4 separate regions of the Mus musculus genome follow, and all the other regions are linked to region 1. A link is a contact called in public ChIA-PET and Hi-C data. All regions are on one chromosome and are shown on one strand. Each heading gives the region's core, a stretch centred on a gene start, on an enhancer-like site or on the middle of the called end of the contact. The rest is flanking DNA. Distances are from core to core; before and after follow the strand shown. Region 1 overlaps Gm36723 (a long non-coding RNA gene). Region 2 overlaps Gm36287 (a long non-coding RNA gene). Region 3 has its middle 31 kb from the start of Gm36441. Region 4 has its middle 35 kb from the start of Gm46343.

Region 1 (3,328 bases), core at 352-2,851:
GATTAACCATCACAACCATAGAGAACACATTAATTGGCATAGAAGCTGAACCATGTGACTGTGTTCTTCGTCTTCATCTGCTATGACAAAGTTTATTGCAAACGTCTCTCTAATGCAGTGGTTCTCAGCCTTCCTTTGCTGCAACCCACTAGTACACTTCCTCATGTTGAAGTGGCTCCCAACCATAAAATTATTTTGTTGCTACTCTATAACTGTAATTTTGCTTCTGTTGTGAATTGTAAATATCTGATATTCAGAATATCTGATATGTGAACCCTGCCAAAGGGTTCTTAACACATAGATTGAAAACTGCTACTCCAATATATCTCCGCTCACTTCTAAAGCAAAGAGATTGTTGGTGCCTCATGTAGGTGTCTCTGGGTGTGCCTTGTGTCGTCTCTTGTCCTGCATGGTACTGGGAATGTATGCCACTCATGGTTCTGCCTCTATGCCCATTAATGTATTCTTCATCGACTTTAAACCTACCTTCCTCCGACTTGTTTTGTAATATTCTTAGGCTTGGCAATGGTCCCATTGCATGGTGGGAGAGGACATTAAAAGTGTCTATACCACAGACTTACATGGAGCAAATGCAGTTGCCTTGTAGTAGAAAACTTCAGAGTATTAAGTTGCCACCTCCGCATGATTACAAATGAAACGCTTGCTCTGCTGTGATGACCTAACTGGTGTCAGGACTTTCCCCTAAGGGAGACTACTATCCTGAACTCATGTCAGTCCCTGAGGACATATAGTCATATGGAAATAGGAAGCCAGAAGAGATTTCTAATGCCTGTGGCCAAATCAGCTGTTTCTGTGCCCTCTGCACTCGCACCTGTCAGGCACCACCAGTCCCATGGAAAGTCCACCCTCGGACGATGCTCCCAGGGCTAGCATGAAAGGAAGGAAGGAAATCTTTCCCATCCCACCTGACAGGTGTCGGGTACAATGCATGCAAGATGACCCCCTTCTCTCTTCACTATGGAAAGGAACTCTCAAGTCCTGTGATGACAGGCACCCAGGGGTAACACTGCAGTACCCTTCTGAAATTGCTCATATATCCACCATGCTTGAAGGTAGGGTGTGGCCGTGAGTGCCAAGTCAATCAACTGAACACTTTCACCCCCACCCACCCACCCTATTGCTAGCTATTTTCAAAAGAGGAGTGCAGGTGCCCAACTTCCTGTGGCCGAAATGACTGGGTTGCTAGAGATGACTCAGTGACATGTGTCGTGGTTGTCTGACACAGCCGGTGTGCCTCAGAGCCCAGGAAAGGTCCCTGCCCACAAACTAGTCAGTCTGCAGCCAAACAGCCCTTGAGTTCCAGGCACCCGGTTCCAGTCCCCCCCACCCCGCACCCCCTCCTGGAGCCAAGATGGACTCTGTGCACAAAGCAGGTGTGGGAAGGGAGGGCAGGGAAGTAGGCCCCATTGTTTTTATAACAATCCCTTCTCATTTTCTATACTGCAGCCTTCAGTCCATTACAGGCAATTTCCTGGCATCACCCAAGCTTGAAAGGCCAGATCAAAAGTACAGGGTGTCCCAGCTGTGTGGGCCTCACTCAGACTGAACACTAACCACAACCCTTGCAGATAATTTATTCCACTGGAGACACCCTGTGCTTCCTCCCTGGGCGCCTGGCCCTCTGGTCTCCTCCACACTCCAATTGTGGAAGTACTCATCTCCCCTGTGACAAAAAAAAAAAAAAAAAAAAAAAAAAAAAAAAAAAAAAAAGGCTGCTCGGCTTTGGTTTCACACCTGCTGGGCTCACAGGATTTGAAGCCATAGTTGGGACATACAAAGGCTCAGAAAGCTGAATTTAGGTTAACAAACTGTGTTCGTTTTAGTATGTTAGAGGAACCTGAGAAGAGGATGTTGATGTTTGGTGCTCAGTAGGTGATCAAGGAATTAGAGCAGAGGCAGGAGCAGAACTTCATGAGGAGGGGTCAGGTGAGTTCTGGGATGGAACCAAAAAGCAGGAGGATAACTACTGCATAGAGAGATGACACAGGGCACAGATCAAGGACAATAGCCTCTAGATTCTTTAAACAACGTGTGTGTGTGTGTGTGTGTGTGTGTGTGTGTGTGTGTGTGTATGTGTTTGTGTTTGTGTTTCTTTCTGACTGTCTGTCCGAGTGTTCGTATTCACATGTGTATATATGAAGGTATACCTGTGTGTCTTAAGTGTGTGTGTGTGTGTGTGTGTGTGTGTGTGTGTGTGTGTGTGTGTCTTTCTGTCTGTCTGTCCGAGCGTGTGTATGCACATGTGTATATATGAAGGTACACCTGTGTGTACATGTATGTGGAAGCCAGAGGTCAACCTCATTCCTCAGGAGCTGTCCACATTGCAGTATGAGACAGAATCCCTCACTTCCTTGGGCCATTGCCAAGGCTAAGCAGACTGTCAAACGAGCCCCAGGATCTTCCTATTTCTGCCTCCTGGTGCTGGGAATGCAAGCCCAGCATTTTTCACTAGTTCCGGGCTGGAAACTCAGAGCCTCCTGATTCTTTGGCAAGCATTTTAACAACCTAGTTATCTTCTTAGCCAGGAAGAACTGTTACCAACCAAATAAGATAACCAGAGAGTAGAATGGACATTGGGAAACGGCTATGCCTGAAGGCTTTTATCTGATTTTATTCTGGTTCATTTTTATTCTATTGAGGTAGGGTCTCAAGTAGTCCAGGATGGCCTCAAACTTCTGGTCCTTTTGTCCCCACATTCTAAGTGCTAGGATTAGAGGCATAGGTTACCACAATTGCTCGTGAAGGTTGTGTTTAAAACCACAAATAATATAGCTGCAGGGTAAGGTAGTTTATTCCTGTAATCCCAGCATTGCGGAGGCTAAGGCATGAAGACAGAAAGATGGCTTCAGGTGTAATGTCAGCACGGGTGACATAACGAGTTCCAGGCAAGCCTGGACTGCACTGTGAGACCTTGCCAAGAGAGAAGGAGGAGGGAGGGAAAAAGGAAGAAAAGAAAGAGGAAAGGAAGAAAGGAATGAAGGGAGAGAGAGGAAAGTAAGGAAAATAAATCAACAAACAACAACAACAAAACAGGTCAAAGATGATAATTTTCGATCTGAGAATGTAGTTCAGTAATAGAATCCTTGCCTAGGTTATGTTAGGCTATGGAAGATGGAAAGGGTAGGGGGAGGGAGACAGTGGGAAGCTTTTTGTTTTTAACAACATTCTGAGCCTCAAGCTCTGTCACAAAGTCTGCCTCTCCAGAGAGAGTCAGATGCAAGCGCAAAGTTCAGCATTTGAGTTTGGGTTTGAGGTTTTAAGGAATTTGATTTTTGCCAGCTACAAGAGGAGCTGTAATCCATGAAAT
Region 2 (3,328 bases), core at 540-3,039, 250 kb after region 1:
TTTCACCACCGGCCGAATGGGGAAATGTACGAGCTAGTTGTTCACATGGGAGTGGGCACTGTGGGCTTATAAGCAGGAATGAGGGGGTCTAGGCATCAGATGTGGCCAAAAGAGACCATGGTGACCACCCCATGCCTGCCTTTACTTTGTCAGCTGGCTTACCAACCCAAGCAAAGCCTGTAGCAATTTCAAAACCTCAGGATCCTTCCAATTGCCTCAGTGAGCCTTGGAGAAGCCACAGACCTGATACACAAGGCTGAACACGGGGACAGCAGCACTTCCTACTGGCCTCTCATAGGCAGCTGGGGAAACCCCTTCTTCATGCAGCAAGTCGGGAAGATATGGATATCCAACGAGGGGTCTGAAGGTAATGTTGGTCCTGAGCTGATCTCTGTACTTGAGCCTAGAGAAATGTGGAAGCCAGCCTCTGGTTCTGCCCCAGAGAAGCTCTCACATCTGTCCCTCACAGTCTGTGTCTGTGGCAGGTTACTTCCTCTTTGAACCTCAGTTTCCTTATCTGTCAGATGGAGCAAACATGGGGACCTGCCATGGGAGAACCCCAGCTCATGCAGGTACCCTCCACAGGGAACATGGCATGGCCTGTCTCTCTCTAAGGGACAAGAAAGCCCTTGGCCTTTCCTGTCTCTGCTCACACTTAAATCTCACTATGTTTTGGCAGGTAGAAATGTCAGCTCTAAGATCCTGGGCCCCATGCTACCCTCCCTGAGATGCTGCTATGTGAATGTGGAGGGAAAGAAACAGAAGTTACTGCATCTTACTCCATCCTAAGAAAGGCTACAGTGGGCAGCCCTGATTCCCTCCTGCTGTCCAGAACCTGAGAGCCCAGTAAATTGGAGCCTAGGCCACTGTGGCCTTTGAAAGACAGACAGAAGACTTCCAGACACGCAGCAAAGATAAGAAAGCTGCAAGGATGCCAGAGGCCTCCCAACATCCAATCCAGACAGAGCCTTGTCTGAGGTAGAGGTTTCCAATGAGTGAGCCCCAGGAAATCTTAAGTCTTGGGGATATGGCATACTAGCAGAGGGGCAACAATCAGCTCCAGGGAGTAAAGAAATTAAAAGCAGCCCTTGTTGTAGCTTGTGCCAATTTGTATGGTATAATCACTCCTGCCTTGGCTAATGTCATCACTGAAGGCAAATTCAGGACCAGCAAAGCATAGTCAACTGTCCTGAGCAGCAACATCTCACACTCAAAGCATATGAGAACAGATGGCTCTTCCCATAAGATTCTTGCTACCTGCCCAGAGGACCAAGAACAAACAGTGGCATGTCTCGGCTGGAAGACAGAGGAGCAGAAGGGTTGTTGAGTGTTACAGGTTGGCTAGGAAAAGTCCCACACCGGCTTGTGTGTTTGAACACTTGCTCTCCAGCTCATGGTGCTCTCTGGGAAGTTTCTGGAACCTTTTAAAGGTGAGGCTGTGGTGATTTAAAGAATAGTCCCCTTGGGCTCCTATTTTGAATACTTGGTAGAACTGTTTGGGGAGGATTGGGAGGTGTGGCCTTGTTGGAGAAGATGTATCACTGGGGGTGGACTTTGAGGTTCTAAAAGACTCCCAGTGTTCTTCCTCTACCTCGTGGTTGTGGATCAAAATGTGAGCTGATCTTCCCTCCTCCATCACTCATTGTAGTCCTCTGAAACCATAAGCCAAAATAAATGTTTTCTTCTAGAAGTAGACTTGGTCATGACGTTTTATCAAAGCAACAGAAAAGTAACTAAAACAAGGGCCTACATGGGGGAAGTGGATCTCTGGGGAGGCAGGCCTTGAGGTTTACAGTCCTGCCCAACTTCCTGCCCCCTCTCCACTTCGTGGTCCACATAGAGATAAGCATATAGCTGTGTGTTCCTGCTAGCTTGCTTTCTCTATCATGACAAACTATACCTTCAAAATTTCATCCCAAATAAATCCTTTCTCCCTTAAGTTGCCTCTTGTCAAGTACTGGTCATAATAACCAGAAAAGGAGCTACGACACAGGGATAAATGAGAGGTTAAGGGACAGGCTCTTGGGCTGGGCACTAGTTAGCTGTGTCTAGGTAGATCTCCAGTCTGTTGACCTGTGTGGCTTTGGGTACTTTGGCCTCTACAAAAACAGAGAAGATTAGCATCTAGCTTATTATATGGATAAATGTGATGGTTAGTGGTGATTAACAATTGATTGGGTTGAAAGATACCTGGGAAATTAATAAAATATATTTCTAGGTGTGTCTATGAGGGAATTTCCAGGATTTCCAGGGAGGCCTAACTGAAAACAGAAAGCCTTTCTTGAATGAGGGTAGCATTGTTCAGTAGGCTGTGGACCCAGCATCATCCTGTGGGTCCAGCTGGCATTGGGGAGGGTCCAGCATCATCCTGCTGATTCCCTGTGCTTCCTTCAGAGTATGGGTGCTGTGTGACTGCTCATTTGTGTGGCAAATTAACACCTGGCTCTCCCACTGGGCAAGGAGTCCACAAGGCATAGTTGACAGGTATTTTTAACAAGGTTACTCTTTGCCATGAGATACTGTGAACTACAAAATGTCCCCAGCTTTTACCAACTGGTTGCTAGGAGTGTTCCGAGTCATTGAGATAAGAATCCATGCCCTTGGTCAATTCCATTTCATCCTAAGAGCTGGCATAGCCTATAAAGAGACCCCTCATTCTAGGTACTGGAATCCATGAGTACAGGAGTTCGACCTTGGTTTGTTCAACCCATCTCTAGCCAGTGGGATCTCAGAACAAAAAGTAGATTCTAAGAAATGCATGCTGGTAGATGAATCTGCAGCCCCTACTTACAGGCTGCTAAGCAAGCTATTCTGACTTCAGGATGAGACCTATAGGAATCTGACAAGTAGGGCCTTAGGAACACAAGATTCCAAAAACGTCCTATCTTCCCAGGGCTCAACTGGGCAGGACCCAAAAGCCAGCCCTCCTATCACTTCACCTTCCCTAGCATCCCAGAGCCCAGGAGATGATGTAGCTGCTTCTTCTGCCTTGTAGCAGGAGGTAGAACTGCTCTCTCTCTCTCTCTCTCTCTCTCTCTCTCTCTCTCTCTCTCTCTCTCTCTCTCTCTCTCTCTCTGTTAGAATCCTTGTACTCCCTGTCTACTGCCAATCTTTTGAAGGCCTGACCAGTGAACTACTATTCAGTGAGAAGCAAGCTGGGAAGCAGGAGCCAATCACAGACAAGCAAGTGAGCACAGCTGTGGGGATGTAGAAGCCACTCAATGTTCCAGGGCAATGTAGAAATTCTTAATTCAAACCCTTTCCTCGGGCTTCTAGTTCTCTCTGTCCATCACACTGTTGAGTGTCTGTCCAATCATCCAAATGCTGG
Region 3 (3,328 bases), core at 456-2,955, 200 kb after region 1:
CAGCAAGCACAGCTACCAACTACCAAATGCATATATTCTTGGCACGCTGTCTTAGACTGTGCAAGCTCTGTGATGTGGGTAATATTGTTTTTCCCATGCAGATGACTTTTTTATTGTGGTAAGAACTCTCAATATGAGATTGCCCGTGTTAACAGACATGCAAGTATTCAGGAAATTGCTGCTCACTGGAGGCCCAATGTCTATAGCTTATACATTCAGCATCAGGGAAACTTCCTGTCTGTTCCCTTCTCTCTCCACTTCCTGGTATCATTCCATTCACTGAGGCCATGAATGTGGCTACTTCCAAATGCCACAAGTACATGAAATCATATAGTGTTTGTTTTCTATGGCTGGCATATTTTACTTAGTAAATGTCCTCAAGGCTTACCCATTCCTTCTTCTTGAGGGCTAAATAATATTCCATCCTTTGTAGATGCTATGTTTTCTTTACACATCTTTCTGTCAGTGGACATTTATTAGGACTGTTTCTACATCTTTCCTATGTAGGCAGTGTGATTAAACCCATTTAACAGATGAGCTAACTGAGAGTCAGAGAAGTCAGGAAGCCCTCAAATTCAAGTACCCTTGTCAAACCGGGTCTTGACTGACTCCCCACCTTCTCCCTGCCTATGGCTTGTATACCTCAAGCATTAGCAGTCACATAGAGGGAAGTTGCCAGAGTCCCCTTTCTCTCTGTTTTACAGGTAGCCTGCAGATCCTGCCAGGCCTGCCTGCAGGTGCTAAATACGAAGGGAGCCAGGCAAGGCTAAGCCATCCTATTTTAAAGGCCCATTTCTACCATTCCACATTATCCTCCTCCAACCTGCAATGAAAACACACAGGGGAGGGGTGTAAAAGTCTTGTGGTGTGTGGCCTGGCCGGGCATGTTTTATACCCACAGGGTCAGTTTCCTTGGGCTGGCAAGTGCTAAGTAGGCTGCTGGCTTCCAGGGATATCCTAGCCAGAGAGAGTAGAGTGGTGAGAGAGGAAACAGTAGCCAATTAGGACAGTTTTACTGCCTGGAGTCCCAGGAGGGGAATCTGGGCCATCCCCGTGGAGAAGGGATTGGCTGGGAAAAGATTCACGAAAAAGGAGGTGCTGCCATGGTGTTAAGACCAGACTGAAGAAAGAAAGAGACCAGTGACCTTGTTAGGCATCTCTGTGTCTCTGTAGGGATGGGTGGACTAAGGCAGTGTGAGTCACCTGGATGACCCACCAGCAGTTCCTCCTGCCCTGAGACGGGAGAGAAGGGTGTACTTACACGTGGATGCAAGGCAGAGAGTACGCTCTTCACCTCAGCACTAAAACACGAACTGAGGAGCTGGGCGAGGAGCCCTTTGGGATTTGTTCCTTCTGGTTGGGAAATGCACCCAGGAAGGTTAGTTAGGAGGGTTCGAATGAAGAATCTCTTGGGTGAGTGTAACCAAACAGCCTTTGCGGTCCCCCTTCCTTGGGAACTTACCGGACTTAACAGGAAGTCCCCTTTACCCAGACCACTTCCCAGCATCAGAAAGAACAGGACATCCTGTCCCCACAGCTCTGCAAGGTCAAATCAACCAGCGGCATCTCTGTCCCCTTTTCTCACCAGAGGCCAGCGCACGGCCTCCTCATCAACATTCTGCCGGCTGGGCGTCGAAGCTGCGGGAACTGAGAAGTAGGTCACCCCACAGGCTAGGAAGGCTGCTGTGTGGTTTCAGCTAACTGGGTTGCTGGAAAGCCCCCCTGCCCACAGTTATCCCCTGAGTCACCACCTCACAGTGGCGAGGCAGCAGGCTGACTCCGTCTGAGCTCAGCTCGCAAGGCTGTGCTGTGTGGGGCATGGGAGGAGTGAAACCCACCTCTGAAACAAAATCCAATAGTATCACCCTTCAAGAGCCTTCCAGAAACCAGCCTTGGTAGAGGAGCACCCGGGGGCACTGTTGGGGAGGACTCTGCCTTTGTCCTAGATCCCCAGTACTCTGACAGATCTAAGCACTTGGGCCACAGGAGCTGGAAGCAGAAGTGGCCCAAAGGTCTGGGAGGTTTCAGGGGACACAGGTCAGGTGTACAGAGAGAGAAGCCTGGGACCAGAGGACATCAGGGTAAGAGCCACCCGTAGCTAGGTGGCAGTTGTTTAGATCCCTATGCAGAGTCAGAACAAGGGAGGAGGGTAGTGCAGTATTCACCCTCTTTTTCACCTTCTTTGGCCCCGTGTGTTTTTTGTTTGGTTGATTTTGGAGGTTTTGGGTGGGTTTTTTTTTGTTTGCTTGCTTGCTTTTTTTTTTTTTTTTTTTGGTTTTGGTTTTGGTTTTTTGGTTTTGTTTTCATTAATTTATTTATTTACTTTACATCCCAATGGAAGTTTCCCCATCCCCCTCTTCTCTCAGTCCCTCCCTCTCAACGCCCCTCCCCTCACCCTCCCCCCTTTCTCCTTAGAGAAGGGGAGCCTTCCCTTGGATATTATCCCACCTTGATATATCAAGTTCTAATAGGACTCGGTGCATTTTATTCTAGTGGGGCTAGGCAAGGCAGTCCAGTTAGTGGGGAAGGGATCCAAAGGCAGACAACAGAGTCAGTGACAGCCCCTGCTCCTGCTGTTAGGGGTCCCACATGAAGACCAAGTTGCACATCTGTTACATATGTGCAGGGGGCCTAGGTCTGACCTGTGTACGCTCTGTGGTTGGTGATTCAGTCTCAGTGAGCCCCGATAAGGCTCGTGTGTCTTGCTAAGGAGGTGGCATTGTACCTGAAGACACTGGAGCCGGTCTGGGTATTTTCTGGTGGAAAATTATGACCAGATATCTACTTTAGAAAGATGCCTCTGGGGCTGGGCAGTCCATTCAATCAGTAAAGCACTTGCAAGATCCGAATTAGATCTTCATAGCCCATGTAAAAGAAAAGGCATGTGGCATGGCTCCCATTCATAATCCCCATATTGGGTAGACAGAGACAGGCAGATTTCTGGGACTTCCTATCAGTCAACCTAGCCTACTTGGAGAATTCCAAGCCAGTGAGAGACCTTCTTTCAATAAAAAGAAGTAGACAGAACCTAAGAAATGACACTCAAGTTTGTCCACTGCTGGGAACAAGCATCTACAAGTATCAACACACACACACACTAAATATACACAAACACACTCACACACACACACTCATACACACACATCTAAGGAACCCATTAGGAGGAGAGTGACTCAGGACAGAGATTGCTTGGAGGGACACAAACGCACCCAACAGATGACAGTGTGAGGGAAACGGGAGAGGCAGAATGTCTGATGAGCTGAGAATGATTTGGTCTGCACATAATATCTGCTGTGTGTCCCTGGGTACGTGACCTACCTTCATCATC
Region 4 (3,328 bases), core at 400-2,899, 170 kb after region 1:
GACTGAGTTTTTAAAAAACAGAAGAGCAACAAGACCAAAACCACAGTGCCAGTGAGTGGAGTGTCAGTATTTTCTACAAGTATTGAGCTGTGGCCAAGTGAACTTCTCCCCTCTCAGCTGTGTTCTTATCTACATAGGGCAAAGCAGCATTTTTTTCCTGCCCCGTTGCTTTGAAGATGGCAGATAGGAGGAGGAAGAGGAGGAAATGCTTACAAGGGATCAAGTCTAATTGTCATGGCATAAACAGCAACTACCCTTAAAAATCTCTCTTTCCGTATCACTGTCAGATACTCCTGAAGCATCGCAAGACTGCCACCTGACCTTCAGAGACTGCCAGCCCTCAGGCTCATACACTGTCAGTGAGGAGACGGAGATGGCCACACAGGTTCTGTGGAGAAGAAGGGGTTAAGAACGGTTGACATTTATAAACCGGAGTCTAGGAAATACAAATGGTTGCTAACAAAAGCCATCTGGGAAGAGTTGAGATGACTCAGCAGGTGCCATTTCCATTTCTAGAAAAACAACGCAGACCACCTCAGTCTCACCTGGACCTAGCCTGTAGCTCAGTTGTAGTGAGTTATAGCTCAAGACAGACGCTACACGGGCCAGGGCTTTGCACAGCCCTCTCCAGTCACCGCCTGGAGTCAACTCGAAGTCCCAAGCCCACTCCTTAGAGCTCTCAGTTCAGAAGAACCTTCAGGGGGCTTCCTGGAAAGGAATTTCAGAAAGGACCTGACCTGAGATGCTTTCAACTGCAGGAGGCATTCCAAGGGCGGGCAGGTGCAGCCTTGTGGGGCTGCGTGCACATTTCCTGCTGGCTGCTTCCCAGCCTGACTTGCCAGCCAGCACCTACATTGGTTAGAGCACTCTGCAAACCTTTGTGCAGCCCTGGCTTCAGCTCAATAGTCCAGAGATTTCCCTTTGAGTCACGCCACCTTCAGATGCTCAGACTGAGCAGACAAACACACAGAGCTTTCTTAATTTTTTCAGTTTTCCTAAGTGCTTAGTGGTAGTTTGATGGCTAACCTAAAATCGCATTGTATATAAAGTTGAAGCAAGAAGTACTGACTAAACCACAGCCCATGCCTTCAGTAGAGCTTTTGCCAGTGCAAGACTTGACGGCTGTCCGGTGCCAATCAAGTTTCCTCCAGACCTCAGTCTCACCACGTCACACTATCTGAAAGCAGCTGGCCATTCCAGTGTGGCTCCACTAAGGAATCCTGGAGCCCACGTTAGCCAATGGCTTCCGCTTGGCTTAGTAGTGACGTAGACTAATAATATCCTCCTTCCCATGGCCTCTCTTTCCCCTTCTTCCCATCTCATTAAAAGAAAGAAAAAGAAAACTTTTAGTAACACATCAATAGCTGGATTAAGATCCACATTGCTTAGCCAAATGACCCAACCATAAGATAAATAGCTAGGAGCCCCCACTTCCATACTGGCTGACACCAGGCTCTGTTCTGAAGAGATTTACAGATTCATTTCTCCCTCACACTGATTCTATGCAGCTGATACTCTTATTCACACACACCCCACTGGACAAAGGAGGAAGGTAAGGCACAGAAAGAATGAAATCGCATGGCACTGACATCCCTGAGGTTTGTGACTCAGGCTCTCCATTCCGTGTGGCACGGTGCCAGGCACAGGCAAGGCGGAAACCATGGTATTCGTTCTTAAGATGCCCAAGGATTGTAATCTGTCTTTATCCAGACCCACTGGGGCTACGACAGAGGAAGCAGGGCACTTCCTTTATGGAAACCGCAGGAGCTAATGGCTTTTATGTCCCCCCAGTGAAGGGGCCCCTGGAGTCCAGAATCATCTTATAAAAATTTCAGGATGAAACCTGTTGAGACCACTATCCTCTGGGCATCAGCTGTGGCATCTGTAGGCCAGTGCCTAAGAAGGAAAGGCCACTGGCTAAAGTCTGGATGTGTCTTGCTGCAAACCATTACCAGTGAGAGGGAACCATCCCCCCCTGCTCCTAACAGGGGCATCGAGGATGCACGGCTCAGTTCTAGAAGTCAAAGCAAGAAACAGCAAGCAGGCTGGTGCCTCTCTGCTGAGGACCTAGAACTTGGCTTCCTGGCTTCTGCACAAGGCAGACACTCTGCCCCATGAACAGAGAGATGTCGGGGCCATTCTGGACTTGACTCTCTCTGCCCCACATCACTGGATCTCTCTGGAGGAACATATGATCTGTTGTGGTTTGAGACTGAGCTGAGTAACCCAGGGGCGTCTAAAGAGTGCGCCTTCTTAGAGCTTGGTCTGCACCTGCTGTCAGGACAAAGAACCGAGATTCAAAGATTTCTGAGCAGGAAATGTCGAAGAATAGTATATCTTGATGAAGGCGACCAAGAATATGAAAACGAAGCGCGTGCTCTGCTCACAGGGGCTCCGGGCCTACACATCTCCAACTCGCCCAGCCTGAAGCTCTTCAAAGGCTTTGAGGCCTGTGCAGGCGGCTGGCAAGTGTAGGGTACCCTCTTCACTCTGCCTTTCACAGGTAACCCACCGCCCACCAGACACCCAGAAAGATGGGAGGATGCTGGCACAGGAAGGCAGCTGTGAGGAGCAGGCCCCTCAGATAGCTCAGTTATCTAAACTTCAACCTGGAAGTTCAAACTCCGGCCCAGTTCCCTTGCTGGCTCCAGAGACTTGGCTTAGAGGTGGGCATTGCGCAAGTTACCTGCCAGGACCAAAAGGGACTCAAAAATCCTAGGGGCTTAGATGCACTGTGGACACTGTCAGGCAGGACTAGAGATGGTGTCCAGCCAAGGACACCTGTTGCCCCGGAATGTATTTGCCAGGCCCTGCATCAGCTGCACGTCCTACTGTGTGATTGTACAACTCAGTGTTGACGGCCTCCAATCTATCCAGAGTGTAGAATGTGGGCTCGGAATTGACAGGACTCTTAGAGCAGGGAACCAGAGTCAACAGCTCTTGGCGCAGTGCTGGCGTCGTGGGGGAGTGGAAGGGTCCACACAGCCAGCTCTTGTCCAGGCACAGCCCTGGCATGCCCTCCAGGCGTGGAAACTGCTCTTGGGCAGGTGGCTGAGGCTCAGAGAGGGAAGGGAATAGGGACATGGGGTTAAGGGACCTTGGTGGAGCATGCAAGGCTGTCTTCTGGCGCACCCACACCTCTGGTGACAGCAGCACCTGCCTTGCAGCTGGGTGCCCTCTTCTCCCCCACCCTTCCCCCAAAAGCCCCAGCGTCCTGCCAGCAGCGCCTGGCTCCACCTACACCCATCCTTCCAAGCAGTGGGACCCAGGACAGGACGCCTGCCTGCCTGCCTGCCGGATGCGGAGGTGGGGACTGGTAGGGGGTGGG

Evidence for each region. Hi-C and Micro-C count contacts between places; a contact is called where the count stands out from the background. ChIA-PET counts read pairs in DNA pulled down with a chosen protein or histone mark.
Region 2: an RNA polymerase II ChIA-PET map of memory CD8 T cells shows a contact between it and region 1, with 62 read pairs. The contact joins two enhancer-like sites. A contact is called at or near these places in 7 of 484 Hi-C or Micro-C datasets (the 63-12 cell line, B cells, Th1 cells and 3 more) and 4 of 115 datasets of contacts at active chromatin or transcription factors (the 3134 cell line, effector CD8 T cells, large pre-B cells and 1 more).
Region 3: a contact with region 1 is called in a Hi-C map of muscle stem cells, with 1.6 times the contacts expected there. The contact joins two enhancer-like sites. A contact is called at or near these places in 6 of 484 Hi-C or Micro-C datasets (Th1 cells, Th2 cells, group 2 innate lymphoid cells and 2 more) and 3 of 115 datasets of contacts at active chromatin or transcription factors (Th17 cells, effector CD8 T cells and memory CD8 T cells).
Region 4: a contact with region 1 is called in a Hi-C map of myocytes, with 2.2 times the contacts expected there. The contact joins two enhancer-like sites. A contact is called at or near these places in 5 of 484 Hi-C or Micro-C datasets (Th1 cells, Th2 cells, group 2 innate lymphoid cells and 2 more) and 1 of 115 datasets of contacts at active chromatin or transcription factors (memory CD8 T cells).

The regions. Positions count from the first base shown.
Region 1 is chr12:25,436,819-25,440,146 of GRCm38.p6, reverse strand. The region is part of intron 9 of Gm36723 (a long non-coding RNA gene); the gene reads right to left. Among named protein-coding and RNA genes, the nearest start is that of Gm36886, 36 kb to the left of the region's middle. Within about 2 kb of position 1,601, at least 88 of the 459 cell types and tissues checked have an H3K27ac peak or open chromatin away from gene starts, as enhancers often do. A contact at or near this core is called in Th1 cells, Th17 cells, Th2 cells and 4 more, where this site is marked.
Region 2 is chr12:25,185,867-25,189,194 of GRCm38.p6, reverse strand. The region is part of intron 5 of Gm36287 (a long non-coding RNA gene); the gene reads right to left. It overlaps Gm36496 (a long non-coding RNA gene), which reads left to right. Exons shown (of 3, transcript XR_381348.4): 2 at 154-367; 3 at 680-1,690. Among named protein-coding and RNA genes, the nearest start is that of Gm36496, 3.3 kb to the left of the region's middle. Within about 2 kb of position 1,789, at least 10 of the 459 cell types and tissues checked have an H3K27ac peak or open chromatin away from gene starts, as enhancers often do. A contact at or near this core is called in memory CD8 T cells, where this site is marked.
Region 3 is chr12:25,238,643-25,241,970 of GRCm38.p6, reverse strand. No RefSeq gene overlaps it. Among named protein-coding and RNA genes, the nearest start is that of Gm36441, 31 kb to the right of the region's middle. Within about 2 kb of position 1,705, at least 107 of the 459 cell types and tissues checked have an H3K27ac peak or open chromatin away from gene starts, as enhancers often do. A contact at or near this core is called in Th1 cells, Th17 cells, Th2 cells and 3 more, where this site is marked.
Region 4 is chr12:25,266,827-25,270,154 of GRCm38.p6, reverse strand. No RefSeq gene overlaps it. Among named protein-coding and RNA genes, the nearest start is that of Gm46343, 35 kb to the left of the region's middle. Within about 2 kb of position 1,649, at least 77 of the 459 cell types and tissues checked have an H3K27ac peak or open chromatin away from gene starts, as enhancers often do. A contact at or near this core is called in Th1 cells, Th2 cells, group 2 innate lymphoid cells and 2 more, where this site is marked.